Regions from separate parts of the Mus musculus genome. Here region 1 is linked to region 2. Evidence: chromatin contacts called from public HiChIP or PLAC-seq data. All regions are on one chromosome and are shown on one strand. The core of a region is the stretch at or near the end of the contact, and the rest is flanking DNA. Distances in the headings are between cores, read along the strand shown. Region 1 has its middle 77 kb from the start of Gm30549. Region 2 overlaps Fars2 (phenylalanine-tRNA synthetase 2 (mitochondrial)).

Region 1 (5,294 bases), core at 189-2,688, 830 kb before region 2:
TCTTCTTGCACTAGAGCCTCCTCTTTGGGAGGAGGCTCTCCCTGGGCACAGCCACACCCAGCATCTCAGCTTGCATTATTTTCCAGCCAGATGGCCTTCCCACTTTCAATGCCTCAAGAACTCAGAGTTTCTTCAACATTTATTTTTTGCCGATGTCACTTTCTCTGGACATCTTCATCCTTCCTTCACAGCCATTTCCTAGTTCTTATGTGCAAACCCATCTTCCTGGTTCCTCTTGCTGCTAGGGAAGGCCTTCTAATGGGGTAACACCCACATCCTTAGAGTCAGCTATTTCCTTTAGAACTCAGACCACTGCTTTTCAAATTGAATTTCTTTATGACATTATCACTTTTTGTGACTTTGTTGTTCTCTTTGTATATTGCTAGGCAATTCTTTCCTCCTACTCATTACAAAAAATCAAACAAACAGCAGGCAAACAACAAAACCATAGGTTCTGGCTATGTAACTCAGGACAACATAAAACCCACTGTACGATCCATGTTATCTTGAAACTTGCAGCCCTTCTCCCTTCATTTGTCATACGATGAGATTCCAGATGTGCAGCATTAAACAAAGCCAGCCTCCTTCTTTTTTCCTTGTTTCATTTTTGACACAGAGTCTTGTGCAGCTCAGCCTGGCTTGAAGTCACTATGTGGCTGAGGCTGGCCTTCAACTCCTGATCCTTCTACCCCCACCTTTTTAGTCTTGGGCTTATAGACAAGGGACACCATACCAGGCTTGAATTCCCTCTCCTGAATATTCAGTTTTATAAAAGGTCATCAGAAGCTAAGGAATTGCTTTGCTGTCTGTATACAAACTGAAAACAGGCATAGTGACCAGTCCCCGAGGAACTCTGAAATCCCCTAGGAACTCTGAAGTAATAGCATGGCTCCTGATCACTGCAAACTCTTATTTATGTAGTGATTTGTGTTCTGACTATTAAGTAGCAGGCATTGTACTCAAAGCAATTGTTCACAGATAATTCACCCTGGTAACAGAGGTTGGAACTGGGTTGTTGGGTGACAGGCACCACTTAAGGGACTGTGGTAACAGAAATTCAACTTTATAGGAATGTCACAAAGTGTAGACTCTTGGTATCTCATCTTGAGTCAGGAAAACAAAACCAAAAATCTCTCAGCTGAGGGAAGAGGGAGAGGGAAGAGAGAGAAGGAGAGGGAAGAGAGAGAGGGAGGGGGAAGAGAGAGGGGGGAGGGAGAGGGAAGAGAAAGAGGGGGAGAGGGGGAGAGGGGGACAGGGGGACAGGGGGAGAGGGGGACAGGGGGAGAGGGGGACAGGGGGACAAGGGGAGGAAAAAGGGGGAGGGAGAGGGGTAGGGGGAAGCAGTAGTCCAGTATTGAATTGTAACACTGGAGAAATATGAGACATCTGTTTAGAAAATGCAAGAAGTGGAGCACAGGGCAGGCAGAGGCAGGAAGTGGTATACTGGGTGGGCAGAGACAAACAGGGACTGACTGAAGGAAGAAACTCTCAAAGCAAAACTACAGTGGAACTGAGACCAGCCAATTTTTTGTTTTGTTGTGTTTTAAACAGGATCTGGGTTTGTAGCCCAGGGTGATCCTGAACTCACGATCCTCCTGAAGCAGTAATGGGGAAACTGCTTCTTCCAGGGCACTGCTAAGTACTATTAAAGCACCAATTCAGTTGTTGCCAATGTTAATAAGTTCTTCAAGTTCCTGTAAGCCCACCCTCTGATGTTCTTTTTTTTTTTTTTTTTTCGGGGATAAATCAAGAGAAGGAGGGTGGGGCAATCTACCTCTGAAACTGGCAGCTATTGGATTTACCTTTGCTACTCTGGATGCCTCAAACAATAAGGCTCTCAGTCCAAGAGCCAGGCAGACTACCCTAGGGCAATGGCGGCCATTTCAAACATTCCACAGACCCCGGGTGAAAACTCCGCAATGGTTGTAGATGATTGCTCTAGCTCTTGAAGAGAAGGTTCACCCTCAGCGAGGACTGTTTCAAAGAATTTGTACCAGGCATTTGCTAAGTCCAGGTGAATCCTACTAACCCCCAAATCGTTTCTGCTGTGGGCAGAGGGAGAATGCGTCCATCGGAGGCTTAGCAGGGGGATAACTGTGACTGCAGCTAAAAAGGCAAGGCTGTGATGTTTATGTGGGTACAAACCTAAACCTTCCTTTGCTTGCGTTGCTGTACTTGCTGTAAACACTTCTCCCCTGGCTACCTAATGAGGCTCACTTGGTGAGTCAGCCTGGAGATTCCCTCCAGTGCGGCTTCTCCCAATAAAGCGAGAGGCTCGCTTCTCTTGAGCGAGCGGGTGCTTTCTTACCTACTTTTCTTAGCACAAGAGAAGCTGATGAACATGCAGAAGGGAGCATCAGGGACAGCAGTGTGGTGGTGAGGGCTGAGCAGTTGGTACAGAGCAAGCTGCAGGGTCAGCAAGGCAGCCAGATGCGTGACAGCTGACACAGAGACCGAGGAACAGCTTGAGAGTACAGCCAGGGCAAACAACACGGGCAAGGATGGAGGTAAAGATGAATCTAGGGAATGACGGGATGCTGAGGCTGAAGAGGGTGAAAGGCGATAAACCCAGAGAAGAGAAACCGCAAGCTCCGCTTCCTAGAAGAGTTTTAAAGCAATGGTTCGTTCTCAACCTTTTTTGTGTTGTTTTGTTTTTTATTTTTTGTTTTTGTTGTTGTTTGTTTTTTTCGAGACAGGGTTTCTCTGTACAGACTTTGCTGTCTTGGAACTCACTTTGTAGACCAGGCTGGCCTCGAACTCAGAAATCCACCTGCCTCTGCCTCCCAAGTGCTGGGATTAAAGGCGTGCGCCACCATGCCGGGACCCTTTAATATAATTCCTCATGTTTTGGTGACCCTCCCCTCTTACACACGTTCTCGCGACCGGCCAGGAAGAATGCAACAAACCGGAATCTTCTGTGGCAAAAGCTTTATTGCTTACATCTTCAGGAGCCAGAGAGCAAGAGAGCAAGAGAGCAAGAGAGCAAGCGAGCAAGAGAGCAAGAGCTCTATTGCTTACATCTTTAGGAGCCAGAGCGCAAGAGCGCAAGAGAGCAAGAGCAAGAGCTCTATTGCTTACATCTTTAGGAGCAAGAGAGCAAGAGCTTTATTGCTTACATCTTTAGGAGCCAGAGCGCAAGAGAGCAAGAGTGCAAGAGTGCAAGAGAGAGAATGGTGAAACCCCGTCCCTTTTAAGGAGAATTATCCTCCGCCTAGGACGTGTCACTCCCTGATTGGCTGCAGCCCATCGGCCGAGTTGTCATCACAGGGAAGGCAGAGCACATGGAGTGGAGAACTACCCTTGGCACATGCACAGATTATTTGTTTACCACTTAGAACACAGGATGTCAGCGCCATCTTGCAACGGCGAATGTGAGGGCGGCTTCCCACACTCCCCAACCATTTTATTTTTGTTGTTACTTCACAATTATAATTTAGCTACTGTCTTAACATAATTATCTGTGTTTTCTGATGCTCTTAAGCAATTTCTGTGAAAGGGTCCTTCAACCCCCCAAAGGGGTTGTGACCCTCAGGTTGAGAGCCACTGTTCTAGCGCATTATTAAGCATTTAGGGCCAGGGGTCTCAGATACCCCAGGCCTAGGAACACCAACACTACCTTCTGTCAAGGGCTGATACTTAGGCCTATCTGGAATCTGCCATGCTGGCTGTTTGCTGTTGTCTAAGAAATGTTAAAATTGTAGGCTCACCTTTATAGAGCTAAGGGTCACACTGCACAAGAGCCAGGACACTAGAAGGTGCCACCTGCTGCAGCTCTCACCTGCCTTCTGCCACACTTTGCTGTTGGCCATGAGGAAGATACAGAAGATGCTGGGCAATAGTGCTTCGGGACTTCTAGCCTGCCCACAATTTCTATCCTGGTAGCAAAAGACTCCAGATAGATAAATTATACTTCTCCTGTCTCAGCCTCCCCAGTTCTGGGATTATATGTACTACTGTTGCAAGATTTTCTCTGTCCAATCACATTAGAGGCAGGCCTGTGATTGGACAGGAAAATGGAGGCGGAGCTTGGGATTCGGTGGAAAGGCAGAGAAGGAGCAGAGGGAGAGAAGCCAATATAGAGGCAGATGAACAGAAAAATGATCCTGATACCACGTGGTTTTAAACAGCCACAAGTAGCTAAGATGTTCACAAGGTTAGAATAATTGGGTTATAGCTTTATCTTTATCAATTGGCTTTGAAATTATTGTATTGGCACCTTGTAAATTGTGATCTTATTGTTATATACATCTGATTGGATAATTAAGCTTTAAGAGTCATGTTTCTCCCGGGTAACTAGGTGTTGAGATGACTGAAAGTGGTGTGTGTGGGGCATTGCATAGAAGCGACATGAACTCGCTAGCTGGAAAAAGTAACTCAGCAGTGAGAACACGCTGAGCGGGACCCCGCTGGGACATAGTGTTGTGCCTGCCAGTACCAGTACTAGACAGGCAGGGCAAGAGAGTTGACCTTTTAACTATTTCCCGCAACATACTACCATGCCCAGCAAGACCAACTATTGTTGCTTAAACATTTTTTGCTGGGCTGGCCATTTAACTGCCAGTTGTTGTAGGGAAGATTCATTTTATGTTCCTCAGTACATGATTTCTGTCTGTTCTTCTGTTTCAAAACAATAAATTATTAAAAACATAGCATCATCAAACAATTGTAGTTCAATGACTGTTTTTAGGTATTTATACTTTTATCCATTAATATTGTTTGTTCAGAGGCCAGTGAGATGGCTCAGTAGGAAAAAACACCTGCCACCAAACTTGACAACCTGTGTTTGATCCCCAGCACCCATAGAGTAGAAGAGAAAACTTGACTCCCATAAATTAATTATCCTCTAACCTCCTCACACAGGTGTGCCTCCAGACACATGTAATTTAAAATGTTTTTAAACGACAGGGTGCATGAAAATACAATGCTTATAAAAAAAGACTATATATTTGGCCTTTGCATTGAAATGCAAGCTTGCCAGATACAGTCACTTCTATAGTGCTTGCAAGGGGTTGGTGTTGGCTATGGAATGTGATGAAAAAGATCTGGAGAGTATGTGAATAGGTTGGGAGATGTTTCGGAGATCCAAGAGTACTCATGGGGCAATTTTTACAGCAAATGAGATGAGTTCTAAAGCAGTTCTCTTTATAACCAGGTAGAAAGGTGTGTGTGTCCCATGTTGTGTGCGTGCGTGAGGGAGTGTGTGTGTGTGTGTGTGTGTGTGTTCTCACTGTTTTCTTTCTTTTCTTGGCAGGTGAGTCAAATTCTCTCAGCAGCTGTTCTGGGTTTGGAGGTCT
Region 2 (5,404 bases), core at 2,153-4,652:
TGACTGATGTGTGGCTACATCAACTACCTATGTTAACCAAATAACACTTAAAAATTACAAGTCATCCATACTATTGAATCTTGTTTTGCAGCCCATTTTAGGATGGCAAGGCACTGAACATCCTGTTCAGCCAAAGTTCACGGTACTGCACTCTTAGATCCTCCCAGAACCATGTTAGTAGTTCTAGCCCAGGAAATAGGTGTGAAGGGACATGTGTCCTTGTGGCATGAGGCACTTCTATGAGGTCAGACCTAGGAGATGATTGGATGGAGCTGTGACTGTGAAACAGGCCTGCTCTACTGCTGAGTACCCAGTGGTCCCTGCTGACTCATCCAGCACTTCCAAGAGCAGGGCATATGCATTTGTTGTGCTAAGTGACTGGGATTCTGAGAGTTTGTTTCTTTCCTGCCACAGCAGCTCCTGCTTAATTACCCAGACTAACACAGACAGCGAACTAAATTACATACATAAGGCTGTGCATCTCCAAGTCGAATGCCGTGCCAAATGTAATTAATACCACTTGAGCAACTGAATACAAATCTACTGTACTGATACTGTGCTACTATTATTTATTTTAAATGGTGTGCTAAATTATACATTAAATTTAAAATGCTACAGGTGTATAAAATGTAAATAAATTCACAAAATTATGAATGTAGAAAAAGACCAAACTAAAATGTTTAATGTAGCTTTATCATCAGTCACTTGGAACCCTGATGCTCTGCCAAGCAATGCCAACACCATGCATAGTTTGCTTCAGGTGCAATGTTTTCCTTTCCACTTGGAGATTTCACTCCATGGGAAATTCCTGAATAGATTTCCCCTGTGCCCCTCAGTACCTCTCTTTCTTATAGTCTGTCATTTGCATCCTGAGTGGCACCACGCCTGTGTAATAACCATAAAAGTTACTATTACTATAGCCAGGTAAATAAATTTCTTTACATTTTGTACTTGCAAATTATTTCACCTATGTTACAATAAGGGGGGAGGGGGGGGCTGACCAGTCATGTTCAGGGTGCCTCCGGTGACTTATCCCCACAGGCATGCTGAGACTAGTCTGTACATTTGGGAGGAGCTAAAGTTGGTGTCAAGTAGAGTTGCTCACAACAAGTGACAGAGCAAACTGAAAATGGCTTTCCTTTGTATTACAGTAAGAAAACTTTTATCCAACTGGAAGGGGAATTCTCTAAGCCCAGAATTTCCATATTTAAAATTCCTACTTTAACACATTCACAGCAAATTTCCATATATGTTTAGAGTTTCAGTCTCTCTTGACAAGGCTCTCTTGACAACTGATAAAACTGTGCTATCCCCAGTTACTGTTCCAGCATCGGACTCAGCTACCCACATCTGAGAGGAGCAAGATGCATGTTACTCTGGCGTGAATTTCCTTCCACTAAACACTTCACTTGGTTGAGAAGAATCTCATTGTAAGCCATGCGATGTGACTGGGTGGTTAGCAGATTACTTGTGCTTCGTTATGAGTTTGGCTGAATAGTTTGTGAATCTGCAAGACACAGAATTACTTTAAAGTCACAGTACACGTGGAGCATTCCTAGATTCCCTTTATCTTTTATTATTTTTCCTGTCCCAATTTGCACTTTAATTTCCTGTTTTCTACGATGTATTTGATGTTTTTCTATAATCACTCTTCAACCTCGTGTGTTCCACGAGAGCATGCAGGTGAGCACATGAGGGGAAGCAGCAGTGCGTTACCCTGACTACTAAACATGCTTTAAAGTGTTATTTTATGTCCATGGCTGCATGTATGTACGTATGTGTACCATATGTATTTCTGGTACCTGTGGAGGTTAGAAGAGCCTGTCAGACTCCCTGGAGCATGGGAGGTTGTGAGCCATGTGGGAAGTGAGATCCAGACTTGGGCCCTCTGTAAGAGTGGCAAGTGCTCCTAACCACTGAGTCATCTCTCCAGACAGTAAACATTTTTTTAATCTAAAAAAAAAATTAGTTTTGAATATTAAGAATGTGTAATAGCACATTACACATTCTTATAAGGTTGCCATACTCAGAAACCCCAGCAGATCTCTGTCAAGTACCTAAGTACTGACTAAGACAACAACTTACCCAAGGACTTAGTGTTCATTTTCTGGGCCTGAGGGCTGCAAAAGAGACTAGTGAACACAACTGGGTAATAAACAGTAGTTACCATGACAATCTCAGCCCACTGCCTCCCTAGATGCAGAAGAAGTTCTGGAACAGAAGGCCTAGAGGAAAAGCCAGGAAGGGGTTGGGGGAAGCAGCACCAAGAACAAGAATGCAAGAACACTACGGTTGCACTTTAATCATAAATGAACGCCTTAGATGTTCCTTCGCTCATCCCAAGTCATTCTTCAACCCAAGGCTAAGTGAACCTTCCTGGGACATCTTTCCACAGCCTTCTGGAGTAGGACAGATTCCCACTAACTGCTTGTTGTATGCTATTTGATAATCACTTAATGCTACAAATGGAAACCTCCTCTGAAGCAGGCACTGCTTGCTCTGGGTGTGAAATGTAAGTACATGGAAGAGCTCTGCTCCTTTCCCTAGTAGCTAATAAAGTCACTGCCTACCCTAGGCACAGAACTTCTAGATTCTGTTTCTTCCCTTATGAAAGAAATCATTTGTACTCCCTTATTCCCACCTCTGTCACCTGCTCTTGAGAACCTCACTTCTGTAGCTATGACTAGAGAATGAAAGCTGGAGGATGGTGATGAGTCAAGCCAAGGAGATCCCAGGCAGGACCGACAGTGGACCGGCTACCTTCCCATGGCTTAGCAGGACTGACGGTGGGTTGGCTACCTTCCCATGGCTTAGCAGGACCGATGGTGGACTGGCTACCTTCCCTTAGCTCCTGAAGCTTCCTGGAGGATGGCAATGAGTCAAGCCCGGGAGAGCCCTAGCAGGACCAATGGCGGGTCTTTCCCTCACTTCTGAAGCTTCCTTTAAAGACTCTCCCATAACCAACTCTGCAGTTTCCCCACTTCTGTGCTACTACTTTTGTGCCCAACATTGCTGCCTACTATGCCCCCTACTGGCTACTACTGTTTAACTCTTATTTGCTACTGAAAAAAAAAAAAAAACCGAACAAATGGAGGCATTAATTCCTAAAAAACAAAGAGACAAACAACAGGCAGCACATTTGCTAGGTGCCTTGCTTGGCCATCTCTATCGCAGTTGTGTTTTCCTTACATCTACTTCTGAAATCCCTAGCACTGTAACCTTCCTGAGTTCCCTTCAAAAATGGGAATGCACAGGTCCTAAGAGGGACAATCAACATAAATGACCTGTGAGAAACCCAAGAGGGAAGTGTGTTCTTGTTTCACTTCACTTTAATGCCTCTGAAACTGATTGCAAGACTGTACGTCAGCACATAACCACAGACAGTGAACTACCTTGGGTGGGAAGGGACAGACGTGAACTCTGACACTTACTCTGCTTCTGATCCAGCTGCCTCTGACTCCACAGGCCTTCTATTCATGAAAACAATTCAACTCCCCACCTCCTTCCATTTTTTACTTTAGTTGGCTTTTCACTATTAAAACTAGAGTGTTAATAGCCTATGTTTACTGTCCCCTGTTCTGAAACTTGTTTAACCAATATATGCAAAGGACCTGATTGCTGAGCATATATACCTGGCCGCAAGTCCCTTGCATGATATCTGGCCCTGACCTATCCCTAGTTTATTTTTGGTTCTCAATCAGCACTTGAAGTAATGACAGCCCTGCTTATCTTACTTTTATAACTTGAGGACCTAGAAAAAAAAACAATAAAAATAAATATGTACAAACAAAGCCTCGATGGTCTGAAAGACCAGAGAGTACAGATTTAATAAGGAAGACAGACCGCAACCTTGGAACATCGGCCCCTGAAATGACTCTGCATTAGTCAATCCCGCCTACTAGCCAATTCCTATGTTTAGGGGTGAAGTTCCTGTGGCAGTGAATTCCCCAAAGGACACGAGGGGAGTGGTGCTGCTCACTCAGGTTTACAACACACTTGGCCAAGTGCCTCGCTTTGTTTCTCTTTCCCCTAAAACATATTCGGAAATGTGAGGTAACATAAGCAATAAAGTCCTTCTATTTTAATTTGTGGCATATAACGAAGTTTCCTGTCTAGGCCTGTATTTTATTCTTTGTGGCTGAGGCATTATTTCTTAATTGTGTCTGCCCCTACAGTTACTTGGGAAAGTTGCCCATAAGTGATTAATTAGCTTTTTGATTATTATGTTTAAGAGTCTTGAGGACTTTAAGCATGTACACCTGAAAATTAAAATTTATCAACATTAGCATAATGAAATAAAATGATTTTATGTAACTATGATTTATATTTTTTCAGTAAGTTCGTTAAGCATAATTTATAGGTTATTTTTCCTCCCACAACTCCTTTTATTCTCTTCATTTCCACCTTCAGGGAAATTTCATATTTCTCTAATCCTGGCTTATATACAAAGTTTTCGTCTTATCACCTATTATATTGCTCTGTCTTCTTGTCTGTCCCTCCATTCCCCCTTTTCATTTGTTTTTAAGCAGAGTCCAGGCAATCCTTGGTAAGCTGTGGGGCACCTGAACCAGCTGGCTTCTCATTCTCCCGCAACATCCTGATGGCCAGCAGTTGAGACCTAGGATCAGTGACAGAGCCTGTCTCAAAGGAATGAGGCAGAGTGTGGGAGAGGAAACCAGTGCCCTCTTCTAGCCATGCAGGCATATAAAGGCGCATGCACTACCCACACATGTACCACACTTGTACAGATACACATTGGGAAATTTTGAAAATATAAGGCTTCAGGAAAAAATTAAAGGAGGCAGGGCAACAACAAAAATGCCAACAATACCAATTCAATTTGAACAAAGAAAACACGAATACAAGACTTTGCTTCCTTGTAAGAATTCTGTAAATCACAACCCTTTCTTCCCATCCATAGATAGAAATGAGTTAAACTCTCAGCCTGATGAGCTGGAGCGATGGCTCAGCAGTTCCCAGCACCTGCTGCTGCTGTAGAGAAGCCTGGTTCTGTTCACAGTGGCCACATCAGACAGCTCACACCTGCCTGGCACTCCAGTTTCAGGGGATCTGATAGTATCCTCTTCTGAGCTTCACTAATGAGGTACACATATATCCACTGAGACACACACGTGAACACAAAATATATAAATGTTAATTAAAAATCTCCTAGCTCAAGACAGGAGGGCTTACCATTATAATCTTTACATTGCATAAGAAAACAATACATGTGTAAAATATTAGATACTGCACTGCGTGTGATGCTCTCATGCATACCTGGTGTTTTTAAATTCTATTTATGTATGTAGTTCATGTATATGAGTGCTCTGTCTGCATGTATATCTCCATACCAGAAGGGGAAATTGAACCCCAGTAAGGATGGTTGTGAGCCACCACACGGTTT

The links. HiChIP or PLAC-seq counts read pairs in DNA pulled down with a chosen protein or histone mark.
Region 1: a contact with region 2 is called in an H3K27ac HiChIP or PLAC-seq map of acute myeloid leukemia, with 3 times the contacts expected there. The contact joins two enhancer-like sites.

Annotation. Positions count from the first base shown.
Region 1 is chr13:37,144,970-37,150,263 of GRCm38.p6, reverse strand. No RefSeq gene overlaps it. Among named protein-coding and RNA genes, the nearest start is that of Gm30549, 77 kb to the right of the region's middle. Within about 2 kb of position 1,438, at least 66 of the 459 cell types and tissues checked have an H3K27ac peak or open chromatin away from gene starts, as enhancers often do. A contact at or near this core is called in acute myeloid leukemia, where this site is marked.
Region 2 is chr13:36,313,004-36,318,407 of GRCm38.p6, reverse strand. The region is part of intron 4 of Fars2 (phenylalanine-tRNA synthetase 2 (mitochondrial)); the gene reads right to left. Among named protein-coding and RNA genes, the nearest start is that of Gm40912, 110 kb to the right of the region's middle. Within about 2 kb of position 3,402, at least 38 of the 459 cell types and tissues checked have an H3K27ac peak or open chromatin away from gene starts, as enhancers often do. A contact at or near this core is called in acute myeloid leukemia, where this site is marked.